Regions from separate parts of the Drosophila melanogaster genome. Here region 2 is linked to region 1. The links are chromatin contacts, called in public Hi-C maps. All regions are on one chromosome and are shown on one strand. The core of a region is the stretch at or near the end of the contact, and the rest is flanking DNA. Distances in the headings are between cores, read along the strand shown. Region 1 holds the start of PGRP-LA (Peptidoglycan recognition protein LA). Region 2 holds the start of CG44837.

Region 1 (3,666 bases), core at 1,042-3,541:
TTTGAAACATTTTACGGTTTTGCATATCAAAAGCATTTATATTTCTATAACAACAAACAAGTCGGAAACTTAAAATCATAATCTAGAAAATTTAAATAATTTTAAAACGTTTTTAAGCTCAATTATCTTTCAGGCCTCTAAATATTTTTTTCGGTGTCGGAAAACACGGATCTAGTTAAGCCTGTGAAAGCGCTGAGTAAATCTAATTTATTAGTAGATATTAGATTTTATGTATGTACTTGATGAATCCCGGGAGTGGGCTAAACTGGGTTCGGGTGTACGTCTTCTGCGCGCCGTGCGTTCCGAGTGAACTTTTAGTAACAGTTTCATGGCACTTCGATCCACTAAGCTTATCACACCTCTTCGTTATTGGACACAAAACACGGCATTATAAGCCTATATATCTATTATGAGTAATTGACCACTGAGTCATCGGTAACAAATATCATAGCAAATACTGGGAACAGCGGTGGTCTGCAAATTGATTGTTTTATAATGTGGTACAATGGGTTTGACCGATAATCGGACGGCGGAGTGCCACTGGTACCGCCACCGCACCTGAACCCGTCGCACAAACAACTGAAATGCGGCGCAGCTGTCGATGGAACAGAAAGAGAAACAACAGCCATACAAATTGCAAAAGCGCTGGAAGTCAGCCATCTCGCTCTACCCTTGCGTTGACATGTTTTGTGTTTGCTTGCGTGAAGAAAGGCCAGGGGTTGAGTTGACGAGGGGGGGGGGGGTGGAAGTGGTTGGAAGTGGGGTTTTGAGGGGGCGGCAAGGGTGCGTCATGATGATATCGCCGGCCTTTTGTTGCTGTTTTGGCATATCACATTTTTTACACACTCACGCTTTGCACTCTTACTTCTCGTATTTCTCTCTCCCTTTCGCTCTTCCGTACTACGTGACGTATGCGCAATATGCGCCGTGCATCGCAAGTGGCTAAAGTTTGATCCACAAACTAGCTCTCACCACCACCGAGTGCAACTGAGCGTTGAGTGCTCTCTTGTTGCTCGAGATCCCGACTTTTTATGTGTACGTTTATTCCGGGAATCCCGCCCCACGCTATTTGCATTTCAATTACATTGGTTTTTCACTCATTTGCTCTGTTCTTTTCGCTAAATTATTGAACCCATAGCCAAAGAATAGTGATCGATCGAGTTGTGGAACTAATTATCCATAATGAATTATACATATTTAATTTTTCTTTTCATTTAAGCTGACTAATTGCAAGTGCTAACATTTTGAACAAGATCTTCAGAACATGCAATTGTCGTATAGTTGAATTTGTCAAGTGAAATCGTAATAAAACACTTTATTAGTAATTAGTTTGATTCGTGATCTGAATCAAAACTTGCTGATATACCCAAATCGAAATTAACCACGATCTGGCAACTGAACATAATAAATTTAAAACAACCGGTTTCGAAAATAAATATATTATGTTAAAATAATTTAAATTTACCAAAAAAAAATACCTTTTTATTTGGGTAAAGTTCAGCACCCTGCACTATTTAGCTTAATATTTAAAAACATTGGGAAAAAAGTGAATAGTATTTGCAAAAAAAATATAATTATTCTCGTATATTATTGTTATATTGTTATACAGTAGAAATATGTTAATTTTATTAATTAATTGTTGCTTTAATTTTCCCGTTTACAACTATAATTTTCCATTCAGGATCGGGGACTCACCTGCAGCCGTTTGCATGGCGTGTGCCTCCATATAATCCATATAGTATATGGATACCGGTCCCTGGTATTGGGTCATGGGACCGATTACCACGTCGGTGGAGTGGTTGAGATTTATAACGCTGGACGGCTGGATAGCTGGATTTGTGAAGATATTCTGCGGTAACGGAAGGCCGGAGGATGAGGTCGATGAGCCGGCGGACGTGAGATTGTGCAACCTTTGGGCGGGACTCGCTCTTTGACGACCCTGAAGTGTCCACAGCGAATTATCGGTTGTGGGGCTATTGTTTTCCTCGAACATTGCCGATTCGTTTTGGATTGCTGAAAACATCATATGTTATGTGTCGTTATATTACGGGTTTTTCATAAAATTAGTTATTTATAAAGCCACTTATCTCCTGGTTTTTATTTGTTTTAAGAATGTATCAACGTAATTGCAGATAATAACTTTTATTTGCTCCTTAAAAGGCCATATGAAAAGGGCAAAAACCTTACCTTGTTTATGTTTTAAAAAGGGTTGCTTGAATATGACGATCTCAGATGATCAAATCTCAGAAAATCCGTGACTCTTTCCGGAGTACGTAGCTGGCGCGCCAGTCGAACGACAACTGCTCAAAGTTGCATTTCAGCCGGTGGGGATGAAACTGAAAAGTAAACAAAATATCGAATCCTCTCTCTTGGCTCGCTAACTCGGCACTATAGTGATTGCGATTCCATTAGCACTCACTCTCCGGTTTTTTTTATATTGTCATGGCATGAAAATCATTTCAGCTGGGAAATTTTTAAAGTTTATCTTGCATTTTTTACAATTTAATTGCAGGCCTATGACTGGCAGTCATTTGCATAAAGTGTCTGAATTTAGTGGAATAGTACTCAAAGCTAATCTGGAAAATAAATTAAATTATTAATAGTTATGTTCTAATGGGAAAATTTGAGCAATATAAAGCATTTATTTTATATTTTAAACTGAACTCCAAGTGTCGCCCTCTTGGGGATGTTAGCATAAGTAAGAGCCCTCAAAGCTTTTTTCAAGTTCAATGACTAGCCGAACAGGTGGCGTCTTAATTACGCATACGCACCGTTGAACCTCAATATATTCGAATATAAAAAAAACATTCAATGTTAAAATGTTTTAATAAATATAATCTAAAAGTGGAAATATGTTTTAAATTAGTTTGGCTTGCTGTACAAAACGTTTAATTTTCGTGCAATTTTTTTAAATACGTGTTCTTTTTAAGCCACTTTTTCTTTGTAATCCTTATCAAGCGCATCAATTTAATGTGCTCAACGCTCAACCAACAGCCACACGAGATGTCAGCCACTCGCTGCACGCTGTGCAAGCTTCACTTTCGCCACACGACGGCAACTGCAGCACTTGACTTTGCCATGGCTCTTGGTCCATGTGAACCGCCACGGCCCCTCATCACGATCCATCTCACCCATCCACCAGACTATGTCAACTTGGTCTTTTTGGCTTTCGGGCGGCAAGCGGTTTCATGCCTCACGGTAATACACTGAGAGAATTTGGCATAGAATTAGCTTACCTTAAAATGTGATCTATATTTATAATTTATTTAATTATTATAAACCATTTGTTTTCTATACCCTTCGCAACCCATTGACATCTAGGAATCTAAGACTTTTTGGGATTTTATCTTATGAATGCTATATTAATTCAAATTTCCGGTCAGGGTGGGGGGGATTTTCTCGCTGTGGCTTGGAGCCCGGTGCCTGGCTATTAACACGCTGCATGGCACGCAGCAAAAACAAAGCGCATACTTTGACGTCTGCCCTCCTAATGACGACCACGAGAATAACGACGACATGGCAGCGGTAGCAGCTTCCCAAGGGGCCACGACTTTATTCATGTTCAGTTGGCATTAGTCGACACCCCTCGCACCCCTTTGCCATACACCCTATTCCCCCAGCTTGCCCCCATTTTATTTTTTTTCGAGCTAGTCCCCAACTTTTGTT
Region 2 (3,271 bases), core at 560-3,059, 2.6 Mb before region 1:
TTCGTTATTTGGTCAAGGAAAGAGGTCCTGTTCGAATTCGACTCACTGGCTACAGTGTCCCCATAAAAAAAATTAAACGCAGACCTCAAACAGAATGGCTTGTTGCAACTTTCACTTGTTTTCGATCTTGACTTCTGACATCCTCTGTGGCAGGGATTTGCCGTCGAGGACATGGGCGTGGCTGGCCAACATGTTCACGAAAAATTATGGCTTGACTCCGACATTGTTGAGCCCTTCACGGGCCAACTTTTGGTTCTCTTTCCAAGTTATTAAGCTTTAAATAAAGAAGAATCCTTTTTAAATTGTTTAGACAGCAAAATTCCCACGGGAATTTGCAGTAAGCCAATGTTTCAAAATAATTATTTGTTGGCTTTACAAGACAATAGGAAACCACATTTTTCTGTTTTTTTCTTAATATTTAAATATTTTTAATTACCACAACGCCTTCACATTTACGTGAAAGGTTTAAATAAAACCAATTTAAACGTCTATTTAGTAGATATTTCCTGTAATTATTAACAAATAATTGTTGTGCCATAGAAAAAATTTAATTTATTATAAGAGAACGGCAATTAATATAATTATATAATAATTAATTATTCCTTTGCCTGCATACTAAGATTAAAATAAGTCACTTAATGGAGCAATGGATATATATCCACAAAGTTACATATATATTTTTGTTTTTACGAACGTCCCATCGATCCGCTTTTTGTTAATCATGTGAGTCCTCGTATCTGAAATATGATTTGCATATGGATGCCGGATGTGCTAATGCAAATTTTTGACCCAGCTTGAATTTCATTAACACGATTCGGGGGATTCAGCGGTGCACATACTTACTTCCCCTCCGTGTTCCGACACTCAGCCCATCCGATGCTTGATGGCCATACATCAGGATGAAGGATGAGCACTTCAGAGTATGTGTGTGCCATGAGCAAGTACTTACATATGTACCCAGGTACAGGTGTGCAGAAATGTGGCCGTGCATTGTAATGTTAAGTTACAAGAAATGGTCACACTACAAAAAAAATTTTAATGCGTGGGCCGTTTCATCTGTACAACTAAAATATATCATGTTTTCTAGCTATTCGCACATTGATTTTTTAAATAATTTATATTGAATTTAAAAACATAATATTAGATATCACACTATATTTTTCTGAGTGCTGGCTTGGGGGTCGGTGAACATTTTGAGATGAGGTTAACAAAAATGGCTATGTGTCGTCGTCCTGCTGACTGCGAAATTGCTTTGGATGCCAAATGAATGCACTTGCATATTTCATTGCCGCCCCGTCACCTGCGGTATCACCTTTGGGCCAACTCTTTGCCCCAAGTTGGGATAACACCATCATAAAACAATAGACTTTGGCTTTGTGGCCAGGAGCAAGCGTAACTTTGATTACCAAGAAGAATGTATGCTATTGAGTTCAATAAGAAAAGCCCTGTTTGGTAAAAATGTTTTAAGGTCTGTTAAGGCATAGCATTAAAACAAAAAAACGCTACTTTGGAGGTTAAATTCTTTTTATTGTTACATGATTCCAATGGATATTTGTTTTATATTTTATAGTTACTTTTTTTCAAATAAGTATTACAATAAAATATCTTTGCATTAACATGGACTTTACATTACATACTGTTAACATGGCGACCCACTGCCATACTTTTTTGTTGGGCCAGGTCACTTACGATCCACAGCATCCATCCACTGGGGGGTACTCCTTGCGGAAACTGTTGCTGCTGCTGTTAGCAGTGCCGTTATAAAGTAACGGTACCGCAGCACTGAAGAGCCCAGTGTGTTGGCAGCGCCGCGTGGCAACGGTAATTGAATTGAACCGGGTAGCGTTAGCGGTTTTATCCAACGGAAAATGTGACGGAATATTGGCGGGATTGACGTGTTATAATTTATTTGTTTTAGTTTACGCCGTGATATTGGAAAAGCATAACAAACATAACATTGTTAGTGAAAGAGTAAAAATAGGTAGCGTTTGGAATCCGATTATTATATCTACTATCTTATCATTTACTTTCACTTACATAATAGAAACGTTATTTTTTGTATATTATATTTATTACTTAGCTTACATTATTTTACTTGCTTTCAATATATTATATGTACATATAAGTTGTACCTCCTTTATAATGTTATATCCTTGAATACTTGAATACTTAGGCCACCAAAAATGTGTTTATTTTCATAAATATGCAAATTAAAAGTAAATAGACCAGAATAAGTGCTAATACTGAAACATAAATAAAGATGATTTGCGTGTCATTACTCAAATATCAACTAAAATTCGTGAAAAAGAATTAACAATCCATGAGTGACTAAAGGGAACCATGTCTTCTGGCGAGTGGGACCTGCGTGCTTTGAAGGCGCTGGAGGAGGAGGAGCAGCGCGAGTTCCTGGCCCTCAGCCAGAGAAACCTCTTCGATCCGCTGCCGAATCCCTCACCGGATGTGCCCAGTGCGAAGCCTTCACTAACTTATGCCCAGCTGCATCCTCACCTGCTAAAGCTGCCGACGATCGACGAGTGCCAGCTGATGGCCGTCAAGCAGCAGAGATCAGCGGCTCTGCGATTCAGTCGCGCCCTCTCCTTGTCCGCCCACTCACTCACCTCGCGAACCGGAAGCGCAACGGCAGGCGGAAGTGGCCTGGGCTTTGGCCGTAAACTGAAAGCCCGCTTAGTGGGCGCGAAGTCGAGTGGCTCACTTTCGCCCGGTCGGCACTCGCACAGCTACAGTGTTTCCCCGGTATATACGCCGCCGCCCATGAGAAGATGTGCCACCTTGCATCACACGCAACCGGTGCGAAAAGTCTTTAAAAATCTCCAACAGCTGCAGGAGCGAAAACGTCAGGCGGCTGGAAGTCATCTGCAGAGGATCGCTGGCACTGGAAAAACGTACTGGAAGTACGGAGCCAATTCCACGGCCGCCTCGATAGTGGGCCAACGTGCACGCCAAAACCAACAGATCGAAGTCGAGGAGCCCAACGGTTCGGATGAGCTGAACTCGGAAACACAGGAAATCTCCGAGGCGGAAACGGGCTCCTGCAGTGTGCCGCTGCCGTCGAAGGACACCAATGAAATACTCCGCCTCATGCTCAGTGCGGCCAGCTCGGCGGTAACTGTGACGCCAACGGCGGCGGCCATTGGTAACGGTAACGTGGCCGGAGCAACTGGTGGCGCCCCGCCAATGCGTCGCTACCAGAATGCCAGCGATGTTGAGGAGGACGAAACTGTTGCGTACGGAGCTTTCCACCAGGCGGCCA

What was found. A called contact is a pair of places that touch in the nucleus more often than the background predicts.
Region 2: a Hi-C map of the OSC cell line shows a contact between it and region 1, with 8 times the contacts expected there. The contact joins the promoter of CG44837 here to the promoter of PGRP-LA in region 1. A contact is called at or near these places in 5 of 107 Hi-C or Micro-C datasets (the OSC cell line, the PNm cell line, embryo and 1 more).

What each region holds. Positions count from the first base shown.
Region 1 is chr3L:9,332,957-9,336,622 of dm6, reverse strand. PGRP-LA (Peptidoglycan recognition protein LA) reads right to left here and starts at 2,291. Exons shown (of 6, transcript NM_206304.2): 1 at 2,188-2,291; 2 at 1,696-2,013. The coding sequence starts at 1,993.
Region 2 is chr3L:11,937,410-11,940,680 of dm6, reverse strand. It overlaps CG44837, which reads left to right and starts at 1,809. Exons shown (of 4, transcript NM_001300108.1): 1 at 1,809-1,981; 2 at 2,174-3,271. The coding sequence starts at 2,341.